Linked DNA regions of Acanthopagrus latus: region 1 is linked to region 2. The links are chromatin contacts, called in public Hi-C maps. All regions are on one chromosome and are shown on one strand. The core of a region is the stretch at or near the end of the contact, and the rest is flanking DNA. Distances in the headings are between cores, read along the strand shown. Region 1 holds the start of LOC119027796 (histone H2A.Z). Region 2 holds the start of hacd4 (very-long-chain (3R)-3-hydroxyacyl-CoA dehydratase 4).

Region 1 (3,326 bases), core at 586-3,085, 130 kb before region 2:
GACAGGACAGATCTTCATTTTATCCAAGTTGGATGTTATCTCAAAATAGTCACCTCCTGACCCTGTCTTCTACCCTCAGGTCCCTCAGGTCAGCTGAGGCTCCTGGCTGCTCCGTTGTCTAAACTTAACCTCACGCCTTTAGTGTATCAGCCCCTAGACTGTGGAACAGCATTCCAGATCTCCCTGATGCTTTGACTCTTTTAAGTGACTCTTCCAGATGTGATGAAGAGATGAAGCTCTGGCGAAAGTTCAGACAGGGGGGCTCCTCTTTACTCAGTCTTTAGTTTATTTCTCTTAACATCCCTTCATTCACTCATGCTCACTCACAATTGTCTGTCATCATTTGGGTGCTATCAGTCGATATCGGCCGCTCCCATCAGCAGGACACATCCATCCTCTAGCACAGCGACACACCTTCACTGTTAGGCTATCATCTTGCCACTGCCTCTTTAAATACGATTATCTTCTGCTTCTAGTCCAGTTCTGCTTAAAAAGTTCACACCAAAGCACTACAGCCACTTCTTTGCTCCGTTGATCTCATATAACATCAGTCCTCCATTAAAAGCTGACATTCAAATGTTAGATCAAATGATGGCTCAAATAGTGGGGTCCCTGGTAGGCTGGAAAACAAAGACCAGGCATTTCGCATGTACCAAAATCAGCATAATTAGATTTCCATTCATTCACTGATGAAAAAAGAATAATATAAACAAAACAATCCAGTTGTAGTGGAAGCAATAGATGAAGAAAGTGCAGAGTTTCTATTAAAGGAGCATTCCAACTGTAAACTACACAGCTCTTTGCAACGTTGGAGTTTATCAGGGGCCCCCCAAAGGGTCAGAGGAAGTGATAGTCCAGCCCTGCAGCTCTGGAAATAAGAATAGATTGTTTGGCTTTACAACAAGAGGATCATTGTTCATCTGACTTTTTTATTCAGGTGCAAAATTGCAAAGACTGGTCATGGGCACACCGATAAGGGGCCTTTATTGTAAACACTACAGACTCTTTATATTAAATCCTACACGCTGCATCTTTAATTAAACCAGATTTGTGACAGTGTCTGAATCTACAACTTGACATGACATCTGCCTCTTTAACTTGTATAGTATAGTTAGTACAGTGAAGTGGGCAGGAGTTGATGGCTGTTCTGGGAATGCATTAAAATCATAAGCACTTACTGCCCTCATGTGGCCATGTATGAAACTACATCACGAGAATAACCTGTTACTGTAAACCACATTGTGACAGCAACAAATTATGATGTTACGTTTTCACTAAAACACATGTTTGTCAAATGCATTGCAAAGAATGTTGATTTTAATTATATATATATATATAAAGATAGCTACTTTTGCAAAAGAGTTAGCCTACTGCTGCTGATTTTGCGGAGTTGTTGCTTTCCTCTTGTGTAGCTTTTTTAGATTGTATTTTCATTATTGGACAGAATGTTGTGTATGAAATGGACCATATGTTCAGGGGCGACTGTCATGAATATTATATCAGTGAGCGTTTTTCCTGTTCATACAACGATAAAGTTTGTCCGAACAAATTTTGCCTTGACTCGATGAGGCAAGTTGATATATGATGTCAGACTCAGTGTATTTTCTTTGGTCTCAAGACTGACTAGACAACCTCTGAAAGAAAAATGTTTTCTGTATTAATACTAACTTGTTCCCTTGAAAATGAAACACACAATGGGAATAGACTGCCTAAATCTTAGAACTACATTACCCATCATTACTTTGGAAATGTACCATCTTTCCCGCAAAGTGAGGTGTGTTCTTGTTCATTGGCTGAACGCCGCGGCAGGAAACGCATAGCGAAATATGATTGGCTGGTTGTCTCCCTTTAGTTACCCGGATAAAGATTGGCTTTATATAAGGTACTATCGGAGGCGGGGGGTTGTAGTTCAAACCAACAATCGGTTGTCGATAAGAAAAACCTAGATATTGTGCCACAGCGGCAGAAATTATTTGTACATTTTAAATATGGTAAGTATTTTAAGTCGTCTTTGCGACCTATCTGAACGATAAGCTGTCTTTGCTGGTGGTTTTCTGGCAATAAATGTTCAATAGCCGCCGGTTCATTTCGGTGGATAGCTAACTGGTAGCCGCTAGCGTTAGCTGTTGTAGTAGCTTAGCGGGCTAGCTGAGTTGCCGTTATTGGTTGCATTAAGGAAGCAATAGTGTGGCCACAGACTGCTAAGAGGGCGGTAAAACTGGCCACTCGTAGTCACTGTTACCTCACAGGAATACTGGATTTTGTGGCTGTAAACTGAACATTTTCCGCGTTTTTCCAGGCTGGTGGTAAGGCAGGTAAAGACTCCGGGAAGACCAAGACGAAAGCTATTTCGCGCTCGCAGAGAGCCGGACTGCAGGTTTGTCCACTGAAACTCATTCATTTCCTCGACCGTGCTAACACAAGCTAACGTTGACAATCAGACGTCGCAGAGGTTACCCAGCTGGTGGCTGTCTCTCACTGTCAGGCCACTGAGCCATTTATTTGTCTGCGCTAAAACCCGTCGTGTTTTATTGCTGCAGTTCCCAGTGGGTCGTATTCACAGACACCTTAAGTCCAGAACCACCAGCCACGGCAGAGTGGGAGCCACTGCAGCGGTGTACAGCGCGGCTATTCTTGAATACCTCACGGCCGAGGTAACGTCCTTCTATCTTGCACCTCATCCACACATCGGCCCTGCAGAGCTGCTGTCACCTCGGTCTGTAACTATCTAAAGCTGGGCTTTTTTTTTTCGCAGGTTCTGGAGCTGGCAGGAAACGCATCAAAGGATCTTAAAGTGAAACGTATTACTCCACGCCACTTGCAGCTGGCCATTAGAGGAGATGAAGAGCTGGATTCACTTATCAAAGCCACTATTGCTGGAGGAGGTAAGGGAACACTTTTCACCCTTTTAGCATTTTAGAAGTGAGTGTTGTTGTTGTTTGGCCTTGATCTTTGATCAGCTTGACATTTTAAATGGACTTTTTTCCCTAATCAATTAACACAATGTTTTTTTGTTAATAGAAAAAGAGGAATGGTGGGAAATTCCCTTTCCATTCCAGATAATTTAATTTTACATCAAATCATTCAACTTGTGTGTCTGCTCGACTTCGAGGCCATTAATGGCTCAACCATTGTTATGTTTTGTTTTTTCCCAGGTGTGATCCCGCACATCCACAAGTCTCTGATTGGAAAGAAGGGCCAGCAGAAGACTGTATAACCTGAAGTGCTCTGGAAGTCTGCATCATGTGGTTAAATGTCTTAGATTAGAACACCTTTGTATTGAGCTTGCAGTTACTCACCTGGGGTATTTTTTAAAAGTGGCTTCA
Region 2 (3,215 bases), core at 422-2,921:
TTGATTACATATTTCATACATTGTACAGGATCCGCATGATTAATTACTGAATTCCAGTCAGAGGTGGAGCTGTGCTACACACTTGGATGAAGCGAGGAAGGAGTCTGGCTTTCTCAATCCTGTCTGCGATGTGGAAGAGCTCCAAGATGGAGAGCAGCTGGCACAGACTCATCACAAAGCCGACGGAGTAAAATGTGTCCGCTAAGGCATCTGCAAAGTGAAAAATCATACTTAATCACGCGAACTTGTGCCGACTGGTAGAGACTTATCGTGGTCCTGTCCTTCTGAGCTAAAATCAATCATGATTTAAAGGAACAGTTCAACCTAAAATGAAAATCATCTCCTCTCCGCATGCTGAAGGAAAGTCGGTAGGGGGGAGTTTCGCAGTCCACAAAACATTTCCGGAGCTTTACAGCAAAACAACGTTGCAGCATCCTCTTAAACGACTGAAGTGGCTGGGGACTTTATTTAAAATGGAAAAAACAACTATTTGGCTCCACATGCTGTAATCCAAGTCTCCGGACAGACCACGACAATGACAAAATGTTCTTTTTAGGGTGAAGTGTTCCTTAAAATGGGCCTCTCATACCGAGCTTAAAAAGCTTCTAGTGTTGTACATATGCATCCTTGTGTCTTCTGCTGGTGCTGAATGTTCTGTGTTGGCAAATCTTACCTCGACCAAATGTGAGGAACCTGGCTATGCTGTTGGCCAGTATCCACGTGTGTCCACAGAACTGGAACAGGTTGTAAGAGAAAATATAGGCGAGCCTGAAGCTGAGCCTGTAAGAGAAAAAAAAAAAAAAAAAAAGGTTTCATTTTTGGTTTCAGGTTTACAGGCTTTAATGTTCAAAAAACACAATTGTTTTCTCATCCTGTCCAGTGCTGCAGCTCTGTATTCACCCTCTATCTTAGCTCCTGCCTCTTGAAGACCTGCCCAGTCTGCTCTGATTGGTCAGCTCGCACATGCCTGAACCAGCGGCGCTAACAACACCGGAGCAGCTGTGCCAAATCCATTCTTACACACCAAACGACAAGGCGTCGTTAAAGTTTAATTAGCAAGAAATTTACAATGTATAAAAAAGGTTATGGTAAAGATTTCCTGAATCTTTCCTAACACAGAGGAAAATAACCCGTCATTGCACACGGCATCAGCACAGATAGAAGAATGGAATGGCTGACTGCAGACAGAAAAATCCTCCCCAGGTAGTTTTAAACTCTTTGCATATGATCTGTGGGCTCATGCTGGATATAAAACCTTCAAAATAAGAACTAATCCCTGTTTACAGGAGTTAATCTTAGAGAGTTGACAGTAAAAGAAGCTCTGTCTGTGATCAGCCTGACATTCCTCAACACACCCTGCAGATACAGAACATTCCTCCCACCGCGAGAACACCGCTGTCCGATTCCCACAACACTCACTCACATTCTCCCCATGAAGTCTCCTTCTGGTCCTTGTGTTGCAGGTACAAAAAAAATGAGCTGCTCATAATCCCTGTCTGACTTTGAGGAGAATCATTATTCTCCAGGTGCAGTTTGTGGCTCCTTGAAGCAGTTTTTCTCCCAGTAAACTGGAAAAAAAAAACAAAAAAAAACCCCGCCTCTTACTTCATCGTCCTTCACAAGCGGAGGCAGAGAAAAATGAAGCAATATGAGGGTTTCCTTCTGCTTCCTCAAGCTGATTCTTACCATTCTTACTGTGAGTGTGACGTCAGATAGTCCCAGCCCCCTGAAGGAAAAAGTGAAAAACTATAGACGCAGACTCAGGAGAGAGAGGAGCAGCAGGAGAACAATGAGCCACACACACACACACACACACACACACACACACACACACACACACACACACACACACACACACACACACACACACACACACACACACACACACACACACACAAGCTATAAGCTATAACACTGACACTAACACTCACAAAACAGCTTTGAAATCTTATTAACATTAAAATCAGGACAACAACAAGCTTGTTTATTCTAAAAAAAAAAAAATGATGATATTCTACATTTTGTCATCAAATCCCATGAAAATAGCAAAGCAACAACACTGGGACTATTTTCAGCAGCGGGTTAAGATTTATTTGGTGTTTATTGCCAGAACAAAACACTGGCAATGAACATTACAATAAATCATGGATATTTTAAACTTTACATTTCCTGATGTTTCAAGTTTTCTTTCGGTCGAATTTACTGATTTTTTTCTAACAGAGTGCTTATGCTCCAGTTAGGGTTCACCCATAAAAACCACCTGGTTCTGAAAACATTGTGTCTGACATAAAATATGCATTTTAGCAGCAACAAAAACGGCTGGAGATACCCGAGGTCTCTTTAAAAATGTACAGTGGCATCACACTTATAATGTTGAAACGGGTTTGGACAACAGTAGATCTATGTGGAACAGAGGATGAAGCTAAGCAGGTGCTGATACACAAAGTGCTTGTTGATAAGATCAGCTCATTGTTGGTTTGACTCTGTGCATTTGAAGAAAATTGTAAAATTATCAAATAATGTAGTAGAGTCAAAGGTATGACATTTACCTAAATGGAGTGGAAGTGTTAAAGGAGCAGAAATTGGAAATACAAGTATCTCAAAATTGCTCTGGAGTAAATCTACTCAGTTACATTCCACCACTGCAGATGTTGCTCTCCATAAAATGGTATGCACTGCTCTCTAGTGGTGGAAATAATGAATTCCCTCTGCAGATAACACATTCAGCATAAACATCCAGACTGAATGAGACACACAACAGCGCAGAAGCAGTTCAGTTAGAATACAGCATGATTTTAGTGACGCTCATAAAACTCAGTGAGGAGTTTGTAAACTGTTGCTCCAGACTTTCTTCCTACTTTCTTCTTTTTTCTTGTGCGAATGTGCTGCTGCAGCACTGTGGTAACTCCAGGAAGCTGCACCTGACTGTGGTTCCCCAACAAGCATTCCAGCATTTACCTCCCTCTGAAACCACAAACTGTCATTTTGACATTCCAGTTTGCGTGTTCGCTTGGCTTACTAGGTCCTTTAAAGGGGCTCTATGTTACAATTCATCAGGAATCTACATTTATGAATCAGTTTTTTTTTTTTTTTTTTTATTGGCCGTATTTTATTTGCCTATAGAAGAATGTGGATCATGTGTTAGTAGTTTAAAGGTGCTGGACTGTGGAATTCTCTGTAAAGGACTCAGGTCAGATTTCCTACAACAGTCCAAA

The links. A called contact is a pair of places that touch in the nucleus more often than the background predicts.
Region 1: a Hi-C map of muscle shows a contact between it and region 2, with 5 times the contacts expected there. The contact joins the promoter of LOC119027796 here to the promoter of hacd4 in region 2. A contact is called at or near these places in 2 of 4 Hi-C or Micro-C datasets (liver and muscle).

What each region holds. Positions count from the first base shown.
Region 1 is chr10:12,343,370-12,346,695 of fAcaLat1.1, reverse strand. LOC119027796 (histone H2A.Z) reads left to right here and starts at 1,835. Exons shown (of 5, transcript XM_037113247.1): 1 at 1,835-1,991; 2 at 2,300-2,377; 3 at 2,541-2,654; 4 at 2,756-2,885; 5 at 3,156-3,326. The coding sequence starts at 1,989. The coding sequence ends at 3,217.
Region 2 is chr10:12,212,814-12,216,028 of fAcaLat1.1, reverse strand. It overlaps hacd4 (very-long-chain (3R)-3-hydroxyacyl-CoA dehydratase 4), which reads right to left and starts at 1,671. Exons shown (of 7, transcript XM_037112403.1): 1 at 1,420-1,671; 2 at 674-780; 3 at 83-210. The coding sequence starts at 1,487.